Linked DNA regions of Zea mays: region 1 is linked to region 2. Evidence: chromatin contacts called from public Hi-C data. All regions are on one chromosome and are shown on one strand. The core of a region is the stretch at or near the end of the contact, and the rest is flanking DNA. Distances in the headings are between cores, read along the strand shown. Region 1 holds the start of LOC103626898 (E3 ubiquitin-protein ligase SINAT5-like). Region 2 holds the start of LOC100281116 (ATP-dependent Clp protease ATP-binding subunit clpX).

What was found. Hi-C and Micro-C count contacts between places; a contact is called where the count stands out from the background.
Region 1: a contact with region 2 is called in a Hi-C map of endosperm, with 2.9 times the contacts expected there. The contact joins the promoter of LOC103626898 here to the promoter of LOC100281116 in region 2. A contact is called at or near these places in 5 of 25 Hi-C or Micro-C datasets (ear, endosperm, leaf and 2 more) and 1 of 3 datasets of contacts at active chromatin or transcription factors (leaf).

Annotation. Positions count from the first base shown.
Region 1 is chr5:133,277,208-133,284,834 of Zm-B73-REFERENCE-NAM-5.0, forward strand. LOC103626898 (E3 ubiquitin-protein ligase SINAT5-like) reads left to right here and starts at 2,209. Exons shown (of 3, transcript NM_001319708.1): 1 at 2,209-2,661; 2 at 4,446-4,832; 3 at 5,308-5,893. The coding sequence starts at 2,386. The coding sequence ends at 5,670.
Region 2 is chr5:133,044,409-133,051,502 of Zm-B73-REFERENCE-NAM-5.0, forward strand. It overlaps LOC100281116 (ATP-dependent Clp protease ATP-binding subunit clpX), which reads right to left and starts at 2,607. Exons shown (of 15, transcript NM_001154035.1): 1 at 2,077-2,607; 2 at 1,438-1,499; 3 at 1,258-1,358; 4 at 616-695. The coding sequence starts at 2,556.

The sequences.
Region 1 (7,627 bases), core at 959-3,458, 230 kb after region 2:
TTCCACTAATAATAAATAAATGACCAACTAAAAGCAACTGCTTGAGCTTAACTCCACATAAAGCTAGTCCACCTCAGCCAAACGTGACATTTATTGAGTACGTTGATGTGTACTCACCCTTGCTTTCACAAAACACCAGGCTGCCTTTGGTGCAATCTATGCTCAGGTAAAGAAGGAGAAGAAGACGTCAAGGCGGATCTCCAGGAGTTCCAGGACTTCGACGAGTTCGAGGATTAGGCTAGCGACCTCCCCAGTCAGCTGCCTATGGTGGGTTAATTTACGTTGGCTACATTTCTATTATATGCACTTTGATTTATATTATGTAAATGACTCTAGTCTTTAATATCATTACTTACTCTTTATTGTTATTCGAAGCATTTGTGCTATGATGAGTCATTTATGTAATCGCCATGTACGTGAAATTTCTGATCCTAGCACGTACATGATTCGCATTCGGTTTACCTTCCAAAACCGGGTGTGACATTTCACCCGAGCGCTGTCCTGACTCGCCTGAGCACGTCTCGGGTGACTGTCCGGTGAGGTCGAGACTGGTCCAAGTTTGGCCATACTTAGCCAACCTTCTTCACTACATTTTTGCTTGACTTGAGAAGTTCCCTAGCACTTAGATGAACATTGTTAGCACCTAAAACAAATAACTAAGTGCTAGAAACGTACATTTGCTTCAATTTGCTTTTCTAACCACCTGTGCTCATGCTCATAAGAGCAGTGCTAGTTCTTAGTAATGTGTTGAGCATTTAATCACCAAAACAACTGGAAATGTCCCAAGGGCACATTTCCCTTTCAGGAACTTACTGTCAGATCGTACCTCCTAAGTCAACAACAGATGACGATCACCGCGAAAGGAAGACAACGGCTCGCGATCGATCTTACTGACTGTCGGTGGGTGCACTCGACGTGAATCGAAGTCGGGCAGCGGCGACAGCACCAATAATATTTTTTATTTTTAGGGTTACATCGGGATCGAAGCCCGTCCGCTTTTATATTGGTCGGGGTGGGGTGAGAGGGCGCGTCCGCGCGTTGTTTTTTGCCGCCTTTTTTTGGATCTGAGCCTATCGTGTTGGCCGCCAGCACGTGGCCCTCGCGCGGGTCAAGCTGATCCCAGCGTCGGGGGCGCGGCTGGGTTCGGGTCAGTGGCGGAGGACGGAAAAGATCTAAGGTATGACGAAACATAGCAATGATTTTTCACTCAGTGGCATAGATAGGAGATCCACTGCGCAACCACCACCATCACAGTCTCGTCGAAGATGCCATGACTGTTGCTCAACCCTTGCGATGAACGGGCGACCTTGGTGCTGTGGGAGACAGAAAGATAACTGAGCGATGGACATCTGAGCCATGGAGACACAAAACAGTGATTTGGTGAAGTAATCCTAGCATACGTCTGACAAACTGTACTCATGTGGTTGGCTCCAAGTCCAGCTAGCTAGCAAGAAGGTCGTAGTCAACTGTCAACGTGCCAAGCAAAGGCCAAAAGGCCCATAGAGAGTAGCAGCCTGGAGGCCTGGTAACGGTTCGTAAAGTACATGCGTTTTTGTTCTTACTCCGACCGCCGATGGTAAGTTTCTCGTAGCGAAACTTAATTTCCTTATATGTGCTTATGGTACACAGTGATTTTGGGGTAAATTCACTAGAAAATTAAGGTATGGCGGATGTCATATCTTGCCACACTGAGAGCTCTGCCTTGGTCCAGGTGAAGCTTTACCCTAGGTGACAAATAGCGTTGGTATATATATAATGTGGAGGCTTAGAGCTGTATAGCTTTGCTATCTTTTATATTTGAAAAATCTATACAAGTGTAGCGTTATTTGGATTTTTAAAATGGGCCAATAACCAAACGCTCTCACATCAAATTCCTGAAAGACATGTGCTCTGACAGTCTGACTGCGGCCAGCCCACGCCCGCGGTCCTGCGTCCGCCGGTCGACAGGTTCAAATTTGAACGTGCGCCGCACCACACCACACACACAACAGCAGTCTGCCTGCAGACCGTCATAAAAAACCCACCCGAAAAAGGCACCACGACAGTACGCCACGCCGCGTGCTGGGTACCCCCACCGCATCATGCCCCCACCACCACCCGCCGCAACCGCCGACCCCACACACATTCCTCCCTCAGTCCCTCTTCCCCCCGTTTCATCCCTTCACACCCACAGCCCACCTGGTCTGTCATCCCCTTTGCTACGCTCCCCTTGCCCTGTCCCCTCGCCGCCCGCGCCCGTGGAGTTCTTCGATCGAGTCCTCGGAGCCCGGAGCACCTGGTGCAACAATCCGGACCCGCGCGAGGAAGGGCGGAGAGAGAGCCGAATCTGAGCCTCGGCACAAGTTGGGCACCCGTCAAGATTCTCGGCCCGATCTGCTGCGGAACATGGAGCTGGACAGCATCGAGTGCATGTCCTACTCCGACAGCATGGGGGACGACGACACCGACGCCGTCACCTCGTCCCAGCTCCCTCGCCCCTTCCTCAAATCCTCCTCCACCGCCGGTACTGCCGCCGTCAACGTGGTCGTCGTCTCCGACCGCGTCGGTGCCGCCGGGCCGGTAGCGGGAGCGGGTTCGCTGGTGATTTCGCCAGCCACGGGCGTGCACGAGCTGCTCGAGTGCCCCGTCTGCACCAATTCCATGTACCCGCCTATCCACCAGGTGCGCCCCGCTCCGATTCCTTTAGTGCCTTCGTTTCGGGATCTTGGCATGTTAGCCCTACCAAGGCTGAGGTTGCGTGATCTGTTGCTACTTCCAATATAGGGTTAGGATCTTTGTTGCTTGTGCTCGCGGTTCTTGGTCATGGGGAGACCTGGCCGCTTAATTCCCCGCGATCTTTCTGTCCCAGGCATGCGTAATCGGTACATTTGATAGGGGAATAACTTTCCTTTCTTCATCTATCGCAAATGCGTCTTGCCCATCCTCTGCATCCTGCAAACCACCGATATAGCGGGACATTCGATTTTTGCCACTTACTGTAGCACTCATTTAATTTGTGTCATGACATCATAGTCACTGATTTGGTAAAAAATTTGCCACCCACCTTTAAATAGTGGAAAATAGTTAAATTTTCCATATAGCTAACTGTGTGATAATTGCAGTTTAGATACAGAGAATCTAAGATATTGTAATTGTCTCGAATTATCGATGTTGTCAATCTAGTTTCCTTCCATATTTGTTTGTAGTAATGGATTGTGTTTCTGTTCCTCAGTGGTCTCTAGTCTTCGAATGAAATCAGTGTGCCGCAAGGAGTAGCACCTCGTTTGAGTTTATGCTTGTCAGCTTGTGCCTGGAATCAGAATGTGGGGCAGAGCATTAATAGATGAGGATTGAATTAGCCTCGTCATTCATGTCATTCGTCCATTCAATGCTTGAAGTGAATTTAACACTGGGAAGCAAGAATGAGGGTTAGGGCAGATGTTTATGAAGTGACGTGTTCCTTTGGAAGCAACATCTATGCCCTTCTATATCTAATAAAAAAATCCCAACAGTTTCCTTTTCTAGTTTATTTGTGTTTTTATGGATGCTGTGTGTGCGTGCTTTCATGCCCGTACCCAAGAGGAAGATACAATGTTTGCAAACTAGAGAAGTAGAGATGTCCTTTTGGTTTAATCAGGTCAATTGTTCTTTAAGTTACTGCCATGTATTTTAGATTCCTCTGAGCCTGCCAAATTCTTTGTGGATTACTGCTATTGCAGTATTGCGTAGTTCCCACAGCCAATTTTGTCTCTCCAAAATTGAACATTTTAATAATTGACAATTGATTTACTTGACGCTCTCCTTATATATTCCTCACCAGAGTGCGTTTCAATAACCTTATGTATTGATAAGATTTTATTAATGTCTTATGATACTTTCCTGAATAGCATACAACGATTCCAACTGTGTCTTTTTGCAGACACAAATAGCACAGGATTCATTCTACCATGGGATGCTCTAATGCTTTCATGTTTGATTCTGAACTGACCAGTAAAAATCTTGACCAATAAGTTTCCTGTTGCTTGATAACTTATGCAGTTCCCTTTAGTAGTTTGGGTGCTGATTATGCATCTTCAAAATTTGTTTTTGAGGTCCTTTTCTTGTTAGTCTATATATAAAATTCCCATTTGGAAGTGAAGAGGAAAAAATTTCTATCTACTTTGTGAAAATGATCTGCTTGACTGACCAATAGCATTTACTAGAAGGGGCAATCTTTCATATCCGTTGTAGTAGTATAATCCTATTTTGCTCTACTACATTGAACAATATATATTTGTTGATATATCTATTTTCTGTTCCCTGTTATTCTTCTCTTCTGGAAACCATGTAATGAGAAAATACATCCTAGTTTTAGCATTTATTATATGAAACTTTGAATTTTCTAGGTTTAGCATTTGAATCCCATGGTTCAACAATCGACATAAAAATTAGCCTGTTACAAACTGAAATGTTTCCCTATGTTACAGTGCCAAAATGGTCATACTCTATGTTCCACCTGCAAAACTCGGGTGCACAACCGCTGCCCAACTTGTCGACAAGAGCTAGGTGACATCAGGTGTCTGGCATTAGAGAAGGTGGCTGAATCACTTGAGCTCCCCTGCAAATACTACTCTCTTGGATGTTCAGAAGTCTTCCCATACTACAGCAAACTCAAGCATGAATCACAGTGTAATTTTAGGCCATACAACTGCCCTTATGCTGGTTCTGAATGCTCAGTTGTTGGGGATATTTCTTTTCTTGTGGCACATCTGCGAGATGATCATAAAGTGGACATGCACTCTGGATGTACATTTAATCACCGCTATGTCAAGTCCAATCCAAGAGAGGTTGAAAATGCAACTTGGATGCTAACTGTAAGTATCCACATATATTTGTAGTTCTCTTGATTGCTTTTTTTATTAATAATGCAGATGTTTTTATATCTTACCTTTTGTTGTCTTGAACATTCCTCATTGGAAATAAGTTAAATCACCACAGCTAAGGAAACAATTTTTTTCTCATATTCTAGTTCTACTACATAATCAAGGAAGTTATGCTTTATCTATGTTTGAACTAAGTTATAGTTATCTCTTGGATTGCCTTCAGTCATGCCTTGTTTTATCAGTTATGTTAGTATAGATAATATATGTTTAATTCACCCATCATCAGTTATTTTGAACACCCCTCATTGGAAATATGTGAATCAAACACATGTTATGTATTCAGCTAGTGAAACAAGATTTTCTGACCACAACTTACTAGTAGTCTAGTATGATATATAACAAAGTTATGCTTTATCTATTTATGAATCAAGTGAATTTGGTCTGATACTATCTTATGTCCTTCTAGGTTTTTCATTGTTTTGGGCAGTACTTTTGCTTGCACTTTGAGGCATTTCAGCTTGGAATGGCACCAGTATACATGGCTTTCCTCCGGTTTATGGGCGATGAAAATGATGCTAGGAACTACAGCTATAGCCTTGAGGTTGGTGCAAATGGCAGGAAGATGATATGGGAGGGAACTCCCCGCAGCATCCGGGACAGCCACCGGAAGGTTAGGGACAGCCATGATGGTCTAATAATTCAGCGCAACATGGCTCTCTTCTTCTCAGGTGGAGAAAGGAAAGAGCTGAAACTGCGAGTCACAGGCCGTATCTGGAAGGAGCAGCAGAATCCTGACTCAGGAGCCTGCATTCCCAATTTGTTCAGCTGAGCTCAGTAACAAGAGGATGGATCCAGGTGTATATTGATACGGCCGATGTGTTTGTGTGAGCGTGTGCCTGTGCTTTGCGTTTTGTCCTGCCAAGCTGCCATTGCAGCCCGCCCTAAATTAGTCAGGGCGTATTTACTGTTGGCAGGATAATGAAAATACTGGCTTACTCCTTTTGTGGGCTGTGACTAAGCTCCCATGAATCTCACGATAAGCATTTTTCTCGATCCAATGGTGTATACTGTATCGTTTTGGGCTGAAGGCTGCAGCTTTTTTGCTGTTATGTTTGTCTCGGTGTATTTGTGTGTCTGCAAATAAAGTATTGAACAGTAACTGGGTACCTTGCATAAGGTTTGGTTGGCTGTTCACTTGCCTACGTTTCCCCGGTGTAACTTACGTGCATGCTAACTAATCTGATCTCTCTGAGATGTCCCTAGATTCCAGATTAAAAAAAAGCTTACGCCCCGTTTGGATCATTGGAATTGAATTCCATTCTAATAATAGTAATTTAGGCATATATCAATTAAGCTAATTTGGTTTTATGCAAAATATAATTATATACTATTATTAGCAAGATGTCGGAGATATTTATGTGCTACATTTTTAATATAGAGGAGTGAGACGAAGAGTGTCATGTAAGTTATAGATTAGAAACCAATTCTACTAATACATAAAATCATTTCCCACCCTCCACCCCATGAATTTAAGATAGGCTTATATCTGAACTTTGGAAAGTGGTGGAATGTCAAATTCCAAACCAAATAAGTTACTTTATTGAGTGAATTCCAATTCCTCTAAAATGAAGGGATCCAAACGCCCCGTAAGTGTAAAGGTTACTTAGAATTGAGCCAATATAAATACTCATAGGATATGCATGGATTGTTCCTTTGTTTTTAATATTTTGGACCACGCTTGCACCACATGTTTTGTTTTTGCAAATTCTTTTGTAAATCCTTTTCAAAGTTCTTTTGCAAATAGTCAAAGGTAAATGAATAAGGTTTTGAGAAGCATTTTCAAGATTTGAAATTTTCTCCCCCTGTTTCAAATGTTTTTCCTTTTGACTACACAAAACTCCCCCTTAATGAAATCCTCCTCTTAGAGTTCAAGAGGGTTTTGATGTTAATTTTGAAGAGGGTATACCAATTTGAAATTATATCACACATAAGATACTGATTTGAAAATACTTCTTTAAAACCAAATTGAAAGACTAGAATTTTTGAAATTGGTGGTGGTGCGGTCCTTTTGCTTTGGGCTCATGCTCTCTCCCCCTTTGGCATAAATCGCCAAAAACGGAATCATTAGAGCCCTTTCGAACTACTTTCTCCCTTTTGGCAAATAAAACATATGAGTGAAGATTATACCAAAAGACGGAGAGATGCTCGGAGCGATGGCGAAGGATGAGTTACAGAGTGGAAGCCTTTTGTCTTCGCCGAAGACTCCAATTCCCTTTCAATACACCTATGACTTGGTTTGAAATTTACTTGAAAACACATTAGTCATAGCACATGAAAGAGACATGATCAAAGGTATATTTATGAGCTATGTATGCAAGATATCAAAAGAAATTCCTAGAATCAAGAATATTTAGCTCATGCCTAAGTTTGTTAAAGGTTTGTTCATCAAGTGGCTTGGTAAAGATATCGGCTAATTGATCTTTAGTGTTAATGTATGCAATCTCGATATCTCCCTTTTGTTGGTGATCCCTTAGAAAATGATACCAAATGGCTATGTGTTTAGTGCGGCTATGCTCAACGGGATTATCTGCCATGCGGATTGCACTCTCATTATCACATAGAAGAGGAACTTTGGTTAATTTGTAACCATAGTCCCTAAGGGTTTGCCTCATCCAAAGTAGTTGCGCGCAACAATGTCCTGCGGCAATATACTTGGCTTCGGCGGTAGAAAGAGCTACGGAATTTTGCTTCTTTGAAGCCCAAGTCACCAAGGATCTTCCCAAGAA
Region 2 (7,094 bases), core at 1,357-3,856:
AGCATGCACAATGGTTTTAAATATCAGGATATTAGTCTCAATGTCAGCAAAGAAGGGATCAGAAAAATGAAACTTAAAAAGATGGTAAGATTATAATCATCTGCTCTTTAATTTGTAGCAGGAGACTCCATCCTTACCCAGGATTTTTAGGTGTTTCTCGGATGAGTGCGTTTGCTGGGCAATAGCAGGAGCTAAGGAGATTGGGAGCATGGGCTTAGTTGCTGCTCTGGGCGAGGTCGGGTCAAGTTTCAGTACCAATCTGTAATTACCTTCGGGTTTATGTGGGTCTTTGGGAGATTTGCTCAGCAACATCTCCTCTTTTGTAAGGTTTCTTTTCCTCTCTAATGTATAAGATGCGCAGTTCTCCTGCGCGTTCTATATAAAAAAATTGTAGCAGGAACGAAATATCGTCTGGTACACTGGAAAAATTGTAAGAACAAAGTTCTGAATTAACAAAAACATAATTAAGTATAAGGATAGTAGCAAGCATGACACTTAAGATACTAAACTTATAATCATGTGCCTTTAAATTTGTAGCATGAACAAAATCCACAGACAAACTACGTCAGCAGGAACGGGGTTAATGAATTGATAAACAGACATAATTCAGTATACCTGAGTGAGGCTTGTCGCATCAGCTATAACGAAGGGCACGTTCACAAATCTTGCCAGTGTTTTTGCCAGCAATGTTTTCCCTGACTTCGGGAAAGATTTTAGACTAATAAGACATTCATAACATAAGGACCACAAGATTATGATTGCATAGAACAAGTTAAATGAAAGGTGGATACTCAACTGCAATACTATTGCATATTTCGTTCCATCCAGTAGAATGTACCAATTATTATAAGACAGAAAAGAAGATGAAAACTCAATTTCAAATTCAAATAAATCAGACATCATATACTATGTTCAGAAAATCTCAAATGTGTACTACTTGGATCGTTTGGAAATTCTACCAAAAATAGCATATCACTATACGATAGGTGCATGATTGTATGGCTAATAGGCAGTGTGATAATAACCACCGCAAGAGTTGCTCGTTTTAGACATACATGTCTCTGCAAAGCTAAAACAGCTTTCCAATAAAACAGAGTTAGCATAGCCACACGAACTGAACAGAGAAAAAGAGAGGAAATGATTGTGCAAAACAAAGTTTTACGTACATGATTAATTTCAAAACATTTTTTATTTATGGACAGTGTTAGATGATTGCAAAATACAACACTAACGTAGTCAAGAGATAAGAGCATGTACCCGAGCCCGTTGGTCCCATGACAAGAATATTGCTTTTCTCAAGCTCTACCATGTCGGTGTCACTCGTGCAAGAATCACTCTGACTGCAATCCGCAGCAGACCTGCAGACCGCATGTTCTGTTCGATTTACAAACTGATGCTACATAGCTCTCAGGAAACTGATGTTTACTCAAAACCTACCTGTTGATGAGTGATTCACAATAGATCCTTTTATAGTGATTATAAACTGCTACTGACAACACCTGCATTAAGAGAGAGAAAACAGGGTTATTAAATAATCTGAAAAATATAGCCTAGGGGCACTAAGGCCCTGTTTGGAACCCCTAGAGCTAATAGTTAGCCAGCTAATAAATTATTAGCTGGGTTGAGCCAGCTAATGAACTAAATGTTAGTTGTGAGGTAGCTAACAATTAGCTGCGGTATTAGCTGAGGCTGTTTGGAACCCAACAACTAATTTTTAGTAGCTAACTATTAGTTTTAGAGGTTCCAAACAGGGCCTAAAATGGTAGGAGAACAAATATGAAGTAATACAACTTGATGCATGTGTGCTGATCCGCATCAGCATAAAACCCTTACAGATTTGGTGAAACTTTAGAGACTTTGACAATCAATATGCACAGAAGTATTAACAATTGATACATGCAGATGGGTGCTAGTGGATTAACCATCAAAGATACTTACAAATGGCTATATTTTAAACAAATTTCAGAGAAATTAATGGGACAAACACATAAACTGGACCTGAGTAGATAAGACGGTAACTCCAAAGTCTAATCAGATAAAATCAGACACAAAATTTCCGAGGGGTTTAGTATTTACCTTCTTGGCTCGCTGCTGGCCGATGACAAACTTGTCCAGCCCACGGCAAATCTCCTTGGGCGTGGGAAACCGTCGTCCCAGGTTAGAGCCACCCCAACCCCCGCTTTCCCCGCCCCCGTCCTTTCCATCAAAGTCTTCCCCACCGGGGGCTGCAACCCTAACCACGTCGATCCTCCCGACGGCGCCCACACCCTCGGGAGCGACAGGGGCTTCTCCGGGCTGTCGCCAGATCTCTGGGGGCTCCGCACCGTCCGAACCGCCGGCCCTGTGATCGGCGACAGCATCCAGGACAGGAGCGGCGGCGCGGGGAACGTGGCTCCGCTCCTCCTGCTGCTGGCGCCTGAAGAGGGTCCAAGGTCGGCGAAAGGCGCCAGTGCTGTTGCTGCCCTGCTGCTTCTGCCCCGCGGCGTGGCCAGCGTGGATGCGGCGCGCGGCCGAGAGGGCGGCCGCTGCGGCGCGGGAGCGGACGGCGGCTGACATGGATGAATACTGGTGGGGGTTTCGTGCGGGGAAGGGAGGGTGGACTGGAATGAATCGAATGAAAGCAGAGGTAGGGAAATATTTGTGGACCGGTAAATGCCCGTGACACCTAGAGATGTCAATGGGACCCAATACTCGCTAACCCGTGTAGAATTCCTCTGTTAAGATATAGGTATGAGACAAAAATTGTTCATATAGATATAAATATAGGATAAAATCTTTATCCATTGGGTAAACGGTACGGATTTGGGAAGCAATAATTCGAACCAGATTACCCATGGGTATTTTATACGTGTACATTTGTCTTGTTTGTATGAATAAGTTGAGGCCGAGCCGGCCACCAAACCCAGCACGACAACGCACCAGGTCCTATGTCCTAGCCCAACAAAGCAACACGGTAAAGCAACTAGTAGACTAGTAAAAAACAAAACTCTAAAATAACCAGCCATACGCTACACCCTGTCTAGCCGGCCAACCGCCGCAGGCCTGGACAGTTGTGCTAGCACTGCACACTGGCGACTTCACTGGCGACGACGAGCATCGCCGACTGCTTGAAGCCTAGAACGACGGTGACGACCATATATTCTCAGGTGCCAACGAACTTAGATGGTGACCAAGGAATGTGAGTAGACTCCATTTCTCATTTTCTTCTATCGGTCCCGACGTACTGATTTCTTTTCTGATGGATGGATGAATGGATTATGGTTCATGGATGAGTGCTCGCCGATGTGGTAATGTCTAAAATCTGGATAGTTTGTGCTAGCTGTTAGTACCTAGTTATCCCTTAATTGGGAATGGGGACCCGAAACCCGAATGAGGACGGGTATGGGATGAGTTTTGCACCCATGATGGGTATGGGGATGGGTATGGGGATGGATCAAGCATGATGGGATGGGTATGGGATGCTATATCCCGGTGGAGAATTCCCCATTGACATCTCTAGCGACACCACACAAATTATTCGATAAAAAAGTTAGTGTATAAGGAACAACACATTATTGATCTTAATATCTCAAATTTTTTAAAGCTAATGATTATTTTAATAGTATATTTACTATTGTATGAAAGTGACACTCCACAAATCTAATTGTCGGGTACCGTAATTAGGGGTACCACCAACGCTCCTAAACACGGCTGGTAACCACCATCAGTACAAGTTGCAGAGACTGATGGGCGCAATTCAGGCCAAGGCTTCGTCTACTCAAGGGACGCGATCTCGCCTCGCCCAAGCCCAGCCTCGGGCGGGAACAGTAGTCCAGGCGAATTCACGCCTCGCTCGAGGGCCTCCTCAAGCAACGGGTGCACCCTCGACTCGCCCAAAGCCCAGCTCGGGCAGGCTTCGCTGTGAAGCAACCTTGGCCAAATCGCCTTACCAACCGACCGTATCGCAGACGCATTCAATGCGAGGATCGCCTGACGCCTTATCCTGACACACGTGCCTCAGTCGGCAAGGTCGAAGTGACCGCAGTCATTTCGCCCTTCCACTGACCGACCTGACAGGAAAACAGCGCCGCTCGCCCCTCTCCGATTGTTGTACCACCCGCCGGGGTGGGGCTAACAACAGCTAAGTCCAGCCTCAAGCGCAACAGGAAACTTCACCACGCCCGACCTTGGGCCTCGGCCTCAGGAGGAAGTCTCCGCCTCGCCCGACCCCAGGGCTCGGCCCCCGCCTCGACCTCGGAAGGTGGTCTCCGCCTCGCCCGACCCCAGGGCTCGGCCTCAACCTCGACCTCGGGAGGAATCGCGTCCTCGCCCGACCCCGGCCTCGGCCTCAGTAGGAGTCTCCGCCTCGCCCGACCTTGGGCTCGGACCGACCACGCCACGAGGGGTACATCATTACCCTACCCCTAGCCGGCTCAGGCTACGGGGAACAAGATCGGCATCCCGTCCAGGCTCGCCCCGGTAACAAGTAATGATGGCTCCCCGCGTGCGTCCATGACGACAGTGGTTCTCAGCCCCTACGGAAGCAAGGAGACGTCAGCAAGGTCCCAGCAGCCCCGACAGCTGTGCTTCTACAGGGCTCAAGCGCTCCTCCGACGGCCACGATACCGTGTGCACAGGGCTCTAGCACCTCTCCGACAGCCACGTTGGCATGTACACAGGGCTCAGGCACCTCTCTGCCGGACACGTTAGCGTATAGCTACACCCCCATTGTACACCTGGACCCTCTCCTTGTATCTATAAAAGGAAGGTCCAGGGCCCTCATGCGGGAGGGCCGTCGCGCGGGAGGACGGGCTGACGAACAGGCCCACTCTCTCTCTCTCCCTCGCGAGCGCTTGTAACCGCTACTGCAAGCGCATCCCCCTGGCACAGGATAACACAAGCCGCGTTTTGCCCCCTTGTGTTCCATCTCGTGCCAACCCATCTGGACTGGGACACGCAGCAACAATTTTTACTCGTCGGTCCAGGGACTCCCCGGGGTCGAAACGCCGACAGTTGGCGCGCCAGGTAGGGGCCTGCTGCGTGTTGACGAACAACTTCCCGTTGAGCTCCATATGGGTAGTCTCCAGCAACCTCTTCAGCCCAGGACGCTGCTCCGTTTTGGGAGTCTCGAGTTCATGTCCCTCGACGGCAGCTACGACATGGTACTCCTTCCCCCGCAGCGCGGCAGCGACAACGACGGCCATCAGCCCGCCCGGCGGCAGCGGACTCGACGACGTCTTCCCCCCGTGGCGGAAGAGCAGCATCCGGGTTTGTCCCGCCACCCTCCTCGCCGCAGGAGGAGGAGACGGGGCAATCGTGGCCAGGTAGGAGGCGGCATCTCGTCGGCTGTCGAGCGAGTCGACGACGCCGGCACCCCAGCGGGGGACATGTCGGGCGTTGACCTCGCGCCTGAGACGACGGCGAGTGTCGTTTCCCCGCAACGTGCCAACCCCAAGCGGACAGATGACGTCAGCACACTCGCGAAGGACTTGCTGGGCGTTAGCCTCGTACCTGAGATAATGGTGCAGTCCGTCCCCGACGCGACTTCGTCACCGTCCGTCAATCGAGAGGTACCATCCGTTTTCCACCGTGTACCTTTTAGATTCAGCTTCGATCCACCAAGCGACCCCGCTTCGGTGAGCGCTTTCATAAAGGCATATCCTAACCTTCCGGGGTACCATATGTGGTCAACCTGGGACCGACTGACGGCCGTCTCGACCTACGGGCCCCCGGGTTCCGAGGAAGAAGACGAGCCCGACTCTGGTTGGGATTTCTCCGGGCTCCGCGCTCCTAGTGCCATGCGAGACTTCATGACCGCATGTGACTACTGCCTCTCCGATTGCTCCGATGATGGCCACAGCCTTGACGACGAGGGTTGTGGCCCAAGTCGCGAATGTTTCCACGTCGATCTAGGGGGTCACGACGAAGGCAACCACCTTGGTATGCCGGAGGATGACGATCCCCCTGGGCCTGCGCCTCGCGTTGACATCCTGCGAGAGCTAGTTGTGGTCCCAGTCCCTGCGGGGGGTCAGGACACACAGCTCGAGCAAATCCGCGAGATGCAGGCCAAGCTCGACGAGGAAGCAGGACAACTTGTGCAGCTCCGGCAGAACATCGAGCAGGAGTGGGCAGGTCGAGCACTAGCCGGAGAAGCGCATCATCAGGCTCGGGACGACCAGCGCCGTATCGCTGACGATGCCAGGGCAAGGCTGCCCCTGGCTTCCAGTGGGGTCGGCCAGAATTTGGCTACAGCGGCAATACTGCTCTGAGCGATGCCGGAGCCATCCACCACCGAGGGGCGGCGTATCCAAGGAGAACTCAAGAATCTCCTAGAGGACGCTGCGGTCCGACGGGCCGAGAGCTCTGCCTCCCGAAGGCAAGGGTGCCCCTCGGAGCATCGCGTAGCAACTTCCCGATTCATGCGGGAAGCCTCGGTCCACACCGGGTGCACGCGGGACGCGACGCCTGCAGCCCCGGGTCGCCTCGGCAACGAACACCGCCGCCGCGACCATCGAGCCCGCCTCGACGAGAAGGTGCACCGAGGCTACCACCCCAGGCGTGGGGACGCTACGACAGTGAGGAGGATCGGAGCCCCTCGCCCGAACCACCAGGTCTGCAAGCCTTCAGCCGGGCCATACGACGGGCGCCGTTCTCGACCCAGTTCCGAGCCCCGACTACCATCACCAAGTACTCGAGGGAAACAAGGCCGGAGTTGTGGCTTGCAGACTATCGGCTGGCCTGCCAGCTGGGTGGAACGGACGATGACAACCTCATCATCCGCAACCTCCCCTTGTTCCTCTCCGACGCCGCCCGAGCCTGGCTAGAGCATCTGCCTCTTGCGCAGATCTCCAACTGGGACGATCTGGTCAAAGCCTTCGCTGGAAACTTCCAGGGCACGTACGTGCGCCCTAGGAACTCCTGGGATCTCCGAAGCTGCCGCCAGCAGCCAGGGAAATCCCTGCGGGAGTACATCCGGCGGTTTTCGAAGCAGCGCACCGAGCTGCCCAACATCACCGACTCGGATGTCATCGGGGCGTTCCTCGCCGGCACCACTTGCCACGACCTGGTGAGCAAACTGGGTCGCAAGACTCCCACCAAGGTGAGCGAGATGATGG